Regions from separate parts of the Zea mays genome. Here all the other regions are linked to region 2. A link is a contact called in public Hi-C data. All regions are on one chromosome and are shown on one strand. Each heading gives the region's core, a stretch centred on a gene start, on an enhancer-like site or on the middle of the called end of the contact. The rest is flanking DNA. Distances are from core to core; before and after follow the strand shown.

Region 1 (4,630 bases), core at 1,933-4,432, 160 kb before region 2:
CTCAGCAATGTTGTTAGTCACGTAATCGCACTTGATATCCGTATTGAAGCCACTTCGGTACCAAAGATAGTCATGATGCTCCTTTAGCCAACTACTTACCCTTGGTATTTCTTGAATGCTGCTGAAATAGTGTTCGAAGACTTCTCTCCTATAAGCTCTTGCAGCTGGATACATGTACTCAGACCCACCAAACTGCTTTATGTAGTTTTGTATGAGATGCCTAAAACACTCCCTTTTCTCGGCATAAGGGAAGACATTGTTCATAGCATTTTTCAGACCTTTGCAAGCATATGAACACAAAGCTAGCAAAGGTAGATCCCCCACAACCTTCTGCAACTGGTTAAAAAACCATGTCCAGTTTTCTGTATTTTCTGCCTCAAAAAATCCATAGGCTACTGGATACATCCAATTGTGCCCATCGACACCTATTGCACAACAAAGGTGACCATTCCACCTACCATTCAGAGCTGTCGAGTCAACACTAAGGTATGGTCGGCACCCACCCTTGAAACCAGAAATGCATGGACCGAGCGCACAAAAAAACGAGTGAAGAAAGGACGCCCCTCATCCATTTTAACATCAAGCTCGATGACACTATCCGGTGATTTTTCCATTACTGCTGCTCTCCAACGCCATAGAAGCTGAAAGCTCTCCTCCCAACTTCCAAACAATTCCTTCAAAGCTTTCTCTTTCCCATGCCAAACTGTGTCATATGCAATTGTACAACCAAAAGTGTCCTGCAATGTGGTTTGTAGCTCCTTAGCTCCCATATGAGGCTTCTTCATCAATAACGGAAGCACACGTGCCGCAACCCAAGCTCCTGTCGGTGTAGTGGTCTTACGTCTACCACTAGACGTACAAGTATGTTTGTCATTCAATACAATTACCTGAAAATTAGTTACAGTGTCATGAGCATGTAACCACGAGTACAAAGGTAGATATAAAGCACATATACAGTACAATTAGCTATATTCTCAGCTTACTTGAATTGTTGGCGCCCCTTTCCTCTCCAGTCTAGCATGAATGCTCCAAGGGCAATCTGGCCCTTTACAATACCCTCTGAATCTAGTCTTATTGGTTGCCTCTATTCCAAGCTCAAATTCTTTATTTATGGCGTATTGTCTTATTGCAAGTCTGAAGTGGTGCATTGTTGCATATAGGCTGCCAGGCTCCATAACTGGATTGTTCATATCATATATTGTCCTATTTTCATCAAGCACTGAATCAGTACACGGAATTCCTGCTCCCAATTCATCTTCACATGTGTTGGTATTTCCAAAACGGCAACCACTTGAATGATCTTCCCTTCTATCATCTTGATTGTCTAAACCAAGCTGAAAATATAGACCGTGTTCACTAGTCACATCATTTCTTCCTTCTTCATTGTTGGTTTCTTCTACAAGTATTGAATCCCAATCGACATCATGCATTGCATGGCCACTCCCCTATTCACCAAACATAGTTTTAATATACAATATATCTACTAAATTGTCTATAATTCATTAAAACCACTAATCTCTGTATGCTCTGTGGGAATACAAGTCAATGCCCACTCATTTTCTTCGTTCATGCAGGTAGTCGTTTCGTCGTTCATAGGATCATTCATATTACTCAGCACACAAAATAAATGCTAAATGGGTGCTCGGCTCCATGTCACTCAACAAACACTATAATGGCAGCTGGGCGCCTAGTTCACTGCACACAAAATACGCCTAGCTCGGCTCTAGTTCACTACACACAAAACATACGCTAAACAGGCCGCCTATTTTACTGCATATCATCAGTTACCTCAACTGGGCGCGCAGGGTCCGGTGACTCGCTTGCTGGACGAACGCCGCTCGGGGCAGATCCATGGCGCTCGGGCCGCATTTGAAGCTCGCGACGAACGGATTCCAGGGAGGAACACAGGAGCAGGATCCGGCTAGTGGAAGGGTGACAGGGGAGACAATGGAAGACCGAGGGGACGCTGGCAGTGAGCTGCGGGTCTCAGAAATGAGGGAGGAAGACGAAGGCAACTCAACGAAACTGGAAGACGACGGCGCCCAGGTAAGAAAACGGCAGAGGGACGGCGCCCAGGTAAGAAACGGCGCGAGGGCAAAACGGGAAAGTGACATGAGCTAATGACCATTACCAGGGTCCGATGCTAAATGTTCAAATCGTCTAGGATTATAATGCCACGAATGCAATTGTCGCGATGGGCGTGCCATGTTTCTGAAGCCCGCCCTTGGCGGTGCCATGATTGCAAAATTCTCGACTAGGACGGAGACGCCCACGAGACCCACGTGGACTAATTCAAAACACTTTAGGAAAATTATTAAGGGCTTGTTTTCATTTTTCCAAAGGAAATTAGTTTATTTTTCATTGGAAAAATTAAAATCCCTTGGAAAATGGTGTTTGCAAAGTAGCCCTAAGAGTTGTTGGAGTTACACTTTTTTGGATTTCATACTTTTAAGAAGATCCCAATTGTCATGTTTTGGGACCTTACCTTTTGGTTAATGTTGAAATTTCTCTAATAGGGTTGTTTGGTTCCACCCAATTAAAATTTAGTCTTTATCACATTATGTTTATTTAATAATTACAGATATTAAATATAATCTAACTATAAAACTAATTACAAAGACGAGAACTAAAAGAGGAAACAAATTTATTAAATCTAATTAAGCCTATATTTAATACTTATAATTTATAGTTAAATATTTAATGTGACACAGACTAAACATTAGTTAGGGAAAATAAACACCTCTCTATTTCATTTTCTATATATTTTATATTTCAAAATTTATTATGAATAATGTTGTCTACAATTTAAAGCGGTGTTTTACGCGGTATTAGAGCATCTCTAAGAGACTCTTCATTTTTAGCTCTATATTTGACTATCTATTTAACTTTTCATAAAGATTACACTCTATATGTAGCATCTCACTCCAACAGACTATATATCTAGTTTGGCTAGTCAGGTGACTAACCAAATTTGGCTAGTGAGAGAGTTAATTTGAAGAGTCGGATAGTTTGGCGAGTCAGATAGCTAATCTGTTTGAGAGTTATTTTGCTATTGAGTAGCTAAAATTTAGCTTGGAGAGTTATTTAGCTAGTCTCTTGGAGATGCTCTTATACATCATTTGCTGGAGAGTGGAGACAGACACAGACATTTAAATCGTGGACAGTTCGGGGACCGGGCCGCAAATAACCATCCTCCCTAGCTTTCCCGTTCCAGCCGTCGCGTTGAGTTGCTGCCGCCTCCCCCGGTCCCCCCACCTCCCGCCCCGGCGCCCCTCTCTCTCTCTCTCTTCTGCCGCACAGAGCCCAAATCGCGGCGGATCCCTCGCTCTCCAGGGAGCCGCTGCGGCGCCGGGTTTTGTACACCGACTTGTTTGCCTACCTCCAGCTCCTCCTCGGCGACCCATGGCTCTCCTCGCCCCCGCCATCTCCGGCGAGGTACTTGCCCTTCCCGCTCCGCTTTCCCACGGAAACCTGGAATCCTGGATCACCGTGCCTCTCGAGCGATCTCGCGCCCTCTCAATCTCCGGAGGGATTGGGATGTCGTTGTCGTGCAGCTGTGCTAATTTATTAACCGTGTATGGTTTCTGTCAGCTGGGTTTGGGTAGGGGGACGAATGTGCAGATTGGGGTAGTGGGGACGAATGTGCAGATTGGGATTGAGCGCGGTTGAATGTTTTGAACCGAAGGGCTGCGGCAGATCGTGGAGCAAAACAGGGAGTTTCTGTTCGGTGGTTATGAAGCTGCCGTGCGGCTTGAGCCAAGTATGGCTGCCTTTCCTAGGGAATGTGGGAATCCTAGCCATTGTGCCCCGAAATTTACCTTCTTGCCCCGTTACTGAAGGCTTGTTTGGGAGCAAGAATACCGGAGGCCCTTTGGCGAGGCAAGACACTAGGCGGCGAGGTAGGCGAGCAAGGCGCCTGGACGACGCCTTTAAAACACTGCCGGAGGGAATCGAAGGGGCTAAAAATCCCCTTGCTATTTAATTTTGAATGGCAAGGGGATTTTAGCCCCTCCAATCCCCTCCGGTATTTTCGCTTCCAAACAAGCCCTGAAGGGCTGAATTGATTGTTGTGAGAACTGGGACAGTCCTGTAACCGCCATTGAACTTGCAGTGTATTTTGTCATTATGTTTAGAAATCAGTAATATATTAGTGAAAATGGCTGGCCCATTATGGGAAAATGTGACTTTCAAATATTAATTCATTTGTTAATCATCATGCGAGCTTATTCGTGATTTCTGATATGAACACACCTGGTTACATATTAATATTCGCCAAAGCTGACTGAATGGATAATGACTTTTGTGTTTTAATGTATTCGGTTAAATTTTAGTTTTGATGCCTTTCAAGAGTGCACATGAATTGGATTTAAAATACCCTGTGTGTAGCAAATTTGTAACACCCAGTCACATGCCAATAGTGTGTTGCTCCACTAGCACCATGGTATTTGGTTATTTATGAAACCTTATTCATTTTGATGGTTCTTTTATTTTCTTTGGCCTAAAATTTAATGGTTGATCCATGGAATTTAAGTGCTCTTAGTGCCTTTGAATAACACTTGAATATTCAAAATTCCTGAACTGTGGATTGTGTTGATACCTAACCTTTTTAATGATTTCAGGATAGATTTTT
Region 2 (4,641 bases), core at 121-2,620:
CAGAGTATCTAGGAGTTGAGAAGGTAATTTGATTTACCAAAGTTCCATGCATTTGAATAATATAATCTGAGGAAACTTGTTCTGTTTTTGGACTATAATGAATTTGGCAATTCACCGAGAACATGTCAAGCATTGAGGGTGTTATAACAGCAAAAAATGTGGATTATAAAAAACACAAATGGGAGGTATTACACAAATTACCTGTACACAAACTTTTGTGTATTTTACTCCAGGTTTTTTAACTATACACAAAAAGGTGATATGTAAACACACCATTGTATTGTCGCAACGGTTGATCTAACAAAATTCCCATATCCAGTGATATGATTCTGACCAAGCCAACCATTGTGATTGAATAATATTCCATGATCCCCACAGTCTGAAACAGGTATCAACTGGTGAAATGACATCGGTTTGGTCTTGTCATTCACTGCACACATGCCCGAACTAGCTTATAAAATATAAAATCGGTACTCCACAGTCCACACATATTTATATGAGTTTATTGTCATTCTCCAACAACTAGAAGATAACTCAATCCAAAACTTCGACCGAATCAGCTGTCACTAAAATAAATTCACAAGCACACACTTCAGTGTCTCTGCTCGGTTAGTTAACATGCTTACTGTTAGGTGTGTCAGACAATAGTACGGAACACCAGAAATTTGACACCCGATCAAACAAAACCACTAAATATTTCCACCACAAGCATAAATCCCAGTCCAGTAGATGGGGGTGCTCATGCGCAGGAGTAACTAACCGCGTCGGTGGCATTATCGGCGTCCATGTCGGCGCGGAGACGGGCGTAGAGCTGCGGGCTGCGGTACATTGACCCGGGCGCCGGGCGCGGGATGATGCGGGGCACACTGTCGAGCGAGATAGAGCCCATGTAGAGCAGCATCGCCGCCACGTACAGCAGTGGCGCAAAGAGGAACACAGCCTGCCGCCGCAGCAGCGCCGCAAGCACCGCTCGCGCAACCCTCCGCACCGCGCCCCCGCCCCAGCCCGCGTCCGCGCTGGCCCTCGCAGACCATCCTCCCTTCGCCGAGGCCCTCCTCCCCCACGCGCGCCGCGGCGACGACGGAGGCGACGGCACGACCGCCCCGGTCCCCGAGATGCCCAGCCGGCTGTACGCGTGGTTCTGCATCGAAGCCTCCAGGGACCCGGGACCTCCGAGTATGGGCGACCACGCGTCGCCCGGGCTCTGGGCTGGAGTCCAGAGCTCGAGTTAGGGCTTCTCGCACGCGATCGCGCCTCCGCGGCGGCGTGGAGCGGGAAAAAAACGAAGGAAACCAACGGGCGGCGGCGGCGGCGGGACGGTGGCGCTGCGCTTTTGCGGGGAGACGGCGGGGGCACATGTGCGCGGCGCGTGACCGCGTTCGCGTGCGCCGTGCCGGGCGGGTTTCGGGGCTCGACTCGACCGCTCTCGGGTGGGTGGCACAGTGCTGGACTGCTGGTTAGTGGCCCGGTGCGGTTGGGTTGGTGCCTTGGTGGTTTCGGTGCGTCGGATTTCAGAAATTTTGTGCTTTTGAGGCGTGGGTTCGGTCGCACGCCGTAGCGGTAGCGCTGACCGAGTGACGGCGATTTGGCTTTTGGGTGTTCTTTTTCAGACTGACTCCAACGAAGTCACGTAAACCGTTCTCTTATATTTATAAAATTTTCCGCTCTATATGTTTATTAAAAATGTTTCTCTAATCTTGTTATGCTAAATATGCTGTCTTATTTGTATACAGAAACTATCTTTTTTTTCTTTTCTATCCATGTGTATGATTTCAACAAATTAAGCAAAACTCAAATTTATATAAGAGATTCGGGGATATAACAAATATGTATATAAAAAACATTAAAATGTATCTCTAATGTAATATTTAACATATAGAGGACATTGATAGATAGAGGACGTTGATCAGAGGTGAGAACTTTTAAAGAAAGTAGTTTAACAAATATGTATATACAAAAATCTCTACTATACTTAAAGCATCAGTTTCAACAGTCGTCCTGCGCCATCTTTTAAAAAAAAACTCTACATTTCTTCCAAATCAACTCAGCGTAAAATGTTTAAAAACGATGCAGGAGGTAGGGTTTAAACCCACACCCTGATGGAAGAAGGGTGTGAGACATTTGGCAAATGTGTCTAACCAGAAGAACATAAATTGTACATATGTATATATGATTTTATAATATTGAATATAAATTATACATATGTATATATGATTTTTTGTAAAATAAAAAAAATAATCGTGTGTCGGATCGGGCCAGCACTACGGGCCGACGCTACAGCTCAAGCACCGTATGACGCTCGTGCCGAGTTGGCCCAGGCACTACTAAATGGATCGTGTCTCGGGCCGGCTCGTCAGACACGGTCTATTTGGCCATCTATACCTCTGTACGATAATGATGGTCATCGCCTCAGTTGACACCACCTCGTTCGTCATTCTACTTCTTTCCTCTCTCCCCTCATGCCTCCATCTCCGTGCCACCCCATTCTCGGCAGAGGGCGTAGGAGCATGTGCCTCCTCCCCATATTCGACCGACACCAGCCCCGACACCAACTCCCGCAGTGGCTATTGCACGTCCATGAGGACGTTTCACCTCATGCGTGCACCATCGTTTTTGCGGTCGTCGGACGTCCCGTTCATCTTCCCGGTCTTCGCCATGTTCTTCCTCCCCAACTTGTTGCCCCCGCCCACGGTCGCAGCCACAAGCCGACCGGCGCTCGTCGACGCGTGTCGGCGTTTCGACCCCGGGGGTCCCTGGACCGACGAGTAAATTGTCGCCGCGTGCCCCAGCCCAGATGGGTCGGCGCAAGACGGAGCACGAAGGGGGGGGAGGAGACAGGCAAAAGGGGAAACTCGCGGCCTTCGTGTTGTCCTGCGCCCAGGTCGGGTGCGCTTGCAGTAGGGGGTTACAAGCGTCCGCGTGGGAGGGAGCGAGAGGCTTATACGCACCGTCCCGTTCTCCCGCGCGACCAACCCTCTCGTATGAGGGCCCTGGACCTTCCTTTTATAGGCGTAAGGAGAGGGCCCAGATGTACAATAGGAGATGTAGCAGTGTGCTAACGTGTCTAGCAGAGAGGAGCTAGTGCCCTAAGTACATGTCGTCGTGGCAGCCGGAGAGGTTTTGGCACCCTATTCATGTGATGTCGTGGCCGTCGGAGGAGCGCTGGAGCCTTGCGGAAGGACAGCTGTCGGGGTTGTCGAGTCCTTGCTGACGTCTCCTTGCTTTCGTAAGGGGCTGAGAGCCTGCCGTCGTCATGGAGCACACGGGGCGCCATCATTACTTGTTTACCGGGGCGAGCCAGATGGGACGCCGGTCTTGTTCCCCGTAGCCTGAGCTAGCTAGGGGTAGGGTAATGATGGCCCCTCCTGTGACGTGGTCGGTCCGAGCCCTGGGTCGGGCGAGGCGGAGGCTCCTCCGAGGTCGAGGTCGAGTCCGAGCCCCGGGTCGGACGAGGCGGAGACCGTCGTCCGAGGCCGAGGCTGAGTCCGAGCCCTAGGGTCGGGCGAGGCGGAGTTCGTCGTCTTCCGGAGCCGAGGCTGAGTCCGAGCCCTGGGGTCGGGCGAGGCAGAGTTTCCTATGGCGCCCGAGGCCGGACTTAGCTGCTGTCAGCCTCACTCTGTCGAGTGGCACAGCAGTCGGAGCGACGCAGGCGGCGCTGTCTTCTTGTCAGGTCGGTCAGTGGAGCGGCGAAGTGACTGCGGTCACTTCGGCTCTGTCGACTGAAGAGCGCGCGTCAGGATAAGGTGTGAGGCCATCCTTGCATTAAATGCTCCTTCGATACGGTCGGTCGGCGTGACGATCTGGCCAAGGTTACTTCTCGGCGAAGACTGGGCCTCGGGCGAGCCGAAGGTGTGTCTGTTGCTTGAGGGGGCCCTCGGGCGAGACGTGAATCCTCCGGGGTTGGCTGCCCTTGCCCGAGGCTGGGCTCGGGCGAGGCGAGATCGTGTCCCTTGAGTGGACTGAGCCTTGACTTAATCGCACCCATCAGGCCTTTGCAGCTTTGTGCTGATGGGGGTTACCAGCTGAGATTAGGAGTCTTGGGGGTACCCCTAATTATGGTCCCCGATAGTAGCCCCCGAGCCTCAAAGGGAGTGTTGATACTCGCTTGGAGGCTTTTGTCGCACTTTTTTGCAAGGGGACCAGCCTTTCTCGGTTGCGTTTCGTTCCGGTGGGTGCGCGCGAGCGCACCCACCGGGTGTAGCCCCCGAGGCCTCGGAGGAGTGGTTTGACTCCTTCGAAGTCTTAGTGTGTTTTGTGATGCTTCGGCCGGTATGGTTGTTCCCTCATGCGAACTGGTCGTAGCCCGGGTGCACAGTCGAGTCCCAAGTTCTCGGGCTGGTATGTTGACGCTGTCAACGGTTCGGCCGGAGCCGGGTTTGCGAGAGCAGCCCCCGAGCCTCCGCACAGAGCGAGAGGATGATCAAGGATAGACTCGGCTTTTTACATACGCCCCTGCATCGCCTTTCCGCAAGGAGGAGGGGGGAAAGCGCCATGTTGCCCTCGGAGGGCGCCGAACATGGTGTCTCCAGTGAGTTGCTAACGGGTAATCCGAGTGGACGCCCGTGCCCCATTCGTTAGGGGTCGGCTAGTGGCCCGGAGGCGCGCTCCAAAAGTACCTGCGGGTGATTTGTCGGACCCGGT
Region 3 (4,667 bases), core at 1,921-4,420, 180 kb after region 2:
CATTACGCGAGGCATTAAGACCTCGAAGGAGTGAAACCACTCCTCCGAGGCCTCGGGGGCTACACCCGGCGGGTGCGCTCGCGCGCACCCACCGTAACAAAATGCAACCGAGAAAGGCTGGTCCCCTTGCAAAAAAGTGCGACGAAAGCCTCCAAGCGAGTGCTAACACTCCCTTCGAGGCTCGGGGGCTACTGTCGGGGACCATAATTAGGGGTACCCTCAAGACTCCTAATTCTCAGCTGGTAACCCCCATCAGCATAAAGCTGCAAAGGCCTGATGGGTGCGATTAAGTCAGGGATCAGTCCATTCGAGCGACTCGATCACGCCTCGCCCGAGCCTAGCCTCGTACAAGGGCGACCGACCCCGGAGGATTTCCGTCTCGCCCAAGGCCCCCCTCCGACGGCGAACATATTTCCGGCTCGCCCGAGGCCCTGCCTTCGCTAAGAAGCAACCCTGACTAAATCGCCGCACCGACCGACCAAATCGCAGGAGCATTTAATGCAAAGGTGACCTGACACCTTTATCCTGACACGCGCCCCCCGGCAGAGCCGAAGTGACCGCCGTCACTTCGCCGCTCCACTGACCGGCCTGACAGAAGGACAGCGCCGCCTGCGCCACACCGACTGCGGTGCCACTTGACAGAGTGAGGCTGACAGGCAGTCAGGCCCTGCCGAAGGTACCATAGGAAACTCCGCTCCGCCCGACCCAGGGCTCGGACTCGGGCTAAGTCCCGGAAGACGGCGAACTCCGCTCCGCCCGACCCAGGGCTCGGACTCGGGCTAAGTCCCGGAAGACGGCGAACTCCGCTCCGCCCGACCCAGGGCTCGGACTCGGGCTAAGTCCCGGAAGACGGCGAACTCCGCTCCGCCCGACCCAGGGCTCGGACTCGGGCTAAGTCCCAGAAGACGGCGAACTCCGCTCCGCCCGACCCAGGGCTCGGACTCGGGCTAAGTCCCAGAAGACGACGAACTCCGCTTCGCCCGACCCCAGGGCTCGGACTCCGCCCTGGCCTCAGCCGACGACCCCCGCCTCGCCCGACCCAGGGGCTCGGACTCGGCCTCGGCCACGGAAGACAGACTCAACCTCGGCTTCGGAGGAGCCTCCACATCGCCCAACCTAGGGCGCAGGCCAGCCACGTCAACAGGAGGCGCCATTATCACCCTACCCCGAGCTGACTCGGGCCGCAGGAAACAAGACCGGCGTCCCATCTGGCTAGCTCCGCCAGATAGGCAATGATGGCGCCCCGCGTACTCTGTGACGACGGCGGCTCTCAGCCCCCTTACGGAAGCAAGAGGACGTCAGCAAGGACCCAACCGCTCCGACAGCTGTCCCTCCGCCAGGCTCCATCGCTCCTTCGACGGCCACGACATCACCCCAGCTGGGTGCCAAAATCTCTCCGGCTGCCACAACGGCATGTACTTATGGCGCTAGCTCTCCTCCGCTAGACACGTAGCACTTTGCTACACCCCCCATTGTACACCTGGATCCTCTCCTTACGCCTATAAAAGGAAGGACCAGGGCCCTCTTAGAGAGGGTTGGCGGCGCGGGGACGAGGACGAGACAGGCGCTCGCTTGGAGCCGCTCGCTTCCCTCTCCCGTGTGGACGCTTGTAACCCCCTACTGCAAGCGCACCCGACCTGGGCGCGGGACGAACACGAAGGCCGCGGGATTCCCACCTCTCTCACGCCGGTCTCCGGCCGCCTCGCTCTCCCCCCTTCGCGCTCGCCCCCGCGCTCGACCCATCTGGGCTGGGGCACGCGGCGACATTCACTCGTCGGTCCAGGGACCCCCCGGTCTCGAAACGCCGACAATGATGTAACGCAAAAAGTGATGTAGGAGTAGAAATTTAAAGGGAACTGCTAAGCTTCCTATTGGAATGTCAGATTGCTTTTTTTTAGTTTCTTTTGTTATGTGCGTCCCACATGTTGCGAAACAGCATGGATCCGCTCATTTTGTAACAATAAAGCCTGATTTGTGGGCGCAAGGGTTTGGCAAGAAAAAGTTACGACAGGCTTGGTTCCATGGTTGGCTGAATCTTCTGTGCTTGTATTATTAAGAGAGGCGTGCCAAATGCCATGGTTGTCTGCTGCCAACTATTTGCTATAGTTCTTTTATGCCGTTTGAATGAGCTAAACCAATCCTGCATTCAAAGGCTTCTGTAGAACACAGTAATCTAGCTTTCGTATAGTCAAAGAAATTCGGATGTTGTCTTAAAAAATCCATTTATTTTCATAGAAAAAACGGGGGTAAACCAATGATAGGTGACGTAAGATACAGACGCCACTCCAGCAAATCTTATGTGTATTGTGTAGAGATGACCAGAGACTAGTGACCGAGTAGCCTTTAGTTGAACGGATTCTCCGTAGCGACCTAAAAAACAAACAAATTACCCGCGTAAGAATGATCAAACGTCTCTAGATTTTTTATTATAGCCCACAAATCAAACAGTCCGAACTACAAGTAACGCTGTACAGATTGCGCGTGCGTACTACATACCGACGGCGACGGTCCTGCACCGTGACAACAAATCCAATCGCTGTTCCGGGAAAAAAAAGCGTACAATTTAATTTTTTATTAATAAAACCATCTAAATTTAACTAGACTATAGGGAAAAAATATCATTTTGACAAGAACAGGTATACTGATAAAAATATATTTAATTAAAAAACCTAACAGTACTACATATTAATGTTTTTTCTATATAAATACACACTTCAACTCGGTAGAATTGTACCTACTTATTATTTTTTATTTTTGCTGGAAAGTTGTGTATGAACCGACGACGTCGGAGTATACACCGCGCAAGAGGCGCCGTATGTTTTCGCCGCGGGTCTATATGTACAACGAAGCATCCGGTGGTTGGGGCCGTGGCTTCCACGAAGAAGACAACACGACGCACGGCGAGTTGCTCGCGCAGAAGAGGCCAAGTTGGCAGAACAAACGGAGGGCGCGCCGCGCAAGCGCAACGCATCTTTGCATGGACGAGAAAGGGTCGATGAGGTGGACTGGGATTAAAGGCGTGCGTTCGCTCTGCTTTCGCGATGGCGGGTCTTGCGAGACCGTTTCAGAGCTTTGACTTGGACAGCGCCAGGCCGCCAGCCAACTAGCCAAGGCAGCGGGAGTGAGGCGAGGCGGCGATAAATACGCGCGCCCGCGCGCGCTCCCGGTCAGCCATCTTCGTTAGTTACATAGAGCCGCGCCGCCGCAAGAGAGGAGAGAGCGCCTCCAACGCCACCTGGAGGAGAGGACAGCGCGCCAGGGAGGGGGAGGAGGAAGAAGAACATGGGGAAGGGCGTCCTGGAGGTGCACCTCGTCGACGCCAAGGGGCTCTCCGGCAACGATTTCTTAGGTGCGTCAGTGCGTGGGTCGGTCTCCCACTCTCTCCCCCTTGCGCGCGCGTGAACTGCGTTCGCGTTGGGGCGTGTGTTCTTGGTTGTTCGTCCGGTGTCCTGTCCTGACGTTGAGCTGCGCATCGTGTTGTCGCCGCTGCTACTGCAGGGAAGCTGGACCCCTACGTGATCATGCAGTACCGGAGCCAGGAGCGCAAGAGCAGCGTCGCCCGAGGTCAGCGCTAGCGCTTCTTGTGTTCCTTCTTATCAGGCGGCAGGGTTCGGGGTCGGGGCGTGCGTGCGTGCCGGTTCTTCCTAACGCACCCCGATATCGTGATCTATCCTCTAATAACTGAACAACCCCTGACCTCTGTGCGTGTGTATATATCGTATCCCGGTTTCCCACAGACCAAGGAAGGAACCCGTGCTGGAACGAGGTGTTCAAGTTCCAGATCAACTCGGCCGCGGCCAACGTGCAGCACAAGCTCATCCTCCGGATCATGGACCACGACAACTTCTCCAGCGACGACTTCCTCGGCGAGGCGACGTGAGTGCCTACCTGCCCGAATGAGATCTGCGTCTCTGCCACTGCCATCAGGACCAGCTGTCCTGCAACCGCAACCGCAACCGCACCGCCGGTCGAATAAACTGAACTGATCGAGGTGTCTGCCGTCTGCGCGACCGCGCCCCTGCAGGATCGACGTGACGGACATCGTCAGCCTGGGCGCCGAGCGCGGCACGTACCACCTCAACGCGGCCAAGCACAACGTGGTCCTCGCCGACAAGACGTACCACGGCGAGATCAAGGTCGCCATCACCTTCACCTCCACCCAGACCCAGGTACGTACGTACGGTATTTGCTTCGAAGCGTCGTGGTCGTGGCCATGGATGCCAGCGTGTTTGGAGGCCTGGAGCCAATCGAATGCTACGTGCCGCCGCTGAGTTTCTCCTCCTGACACGCCAGTTTAATCGGATGCCTGTTGCCGCCCGCGATTTCAGGTTCAGGAAGATGGAGGAGCAATTGGAGGATGGAGGCACAGTAGCTTTAATCAGTGAAAGTGATAGGCGTCGTGGACTCTCTCAAGTTCTTTGGTTGCTTGGTGGTGTTTCGGGTTGGATGTAGTTTTTGTTTATGTCCACGAGCAATCTGTGCCTAACATTTCTAGGGTTCAATTCAATGATTCAATCCAACCATATCTCGTTGGAAATCATGTCTGTACTGAAGACCGGTCAAACCCGTTGATCGACTCCCTAAGCTTCTTGATTCTGTGTCAGAAATGGTTCTAGTTAATTTCAGTGGGGAACAGGGTGGAGAATAGGTATATAGTTAATTCCCAA

The links. Hi-C and Micro-C count contacts between places; a contact is called where the count stands out from the background.
Region 1: a Hi-C map of leaf shows a contact between it and region 2, with 5 times the contacts expected there. The contact joins the promoter of LOC100217041 here to the promoter of LOC103651025 in region 2. A contact is called at or near these places in 3 of 25 Hi-C or Micro-C datasets (leaf, leaf mesophyll and tassel).
Region 3: a contact with region 2 is called in a Hi-C map of tassel, with 3 times the contacts expected there. The contact joins the promoter of LOC100282142 here to the promoter of LOC103651025 in region 2. A contact is called at or near these places in 3 of 25 Hi-C or Micro-C datasets (ear, leaf and tassel).

Annotation. Positions count from the first base shown.
Region 1 is chr3:186,214,140-186,218,769 of Zm-B73-REFERENCE-NAM-5.0, reverse strand. LOC100217041 (receptor expression-enhancing protein 6) reads left to right here and starts at 3,182. Exons shown (of 8, transcript NM_001359552.1): 1 at 3,182-3,435. The coding sequence starts at 3,403.
Region 2 is chr3:186,052,569-186,057,209 of Zm-B73-REFERENCE-NAM-5.0, reverse strand. LOC103651025 (O-fucosyltransferase family protein) reads right to left here and starts at 1,370. Exons shown (of 10, transcript NM_001330525.1): 1 at 761-1,370. The coding sequence starts at 1,147.
Region 3 is chr3:185,869,444-185,874,110 of Zm-B73-REFERENCE-NAM-5.0, reverse strand. It overlaps LOC100282142 (elicitor-responsive protein 1), which reads left to right and starts at 3,170. Exons shown (of 5, transcript NM_001155054.2): 1 at 3,170-3,349; 2 at 3,499-3,564; 3 at 3,738-3,876; 4 at 4,025-4,169; 5 at 4,329-4,607. The coding sequence starts at 3,283. The coding sequence ends at 4,385.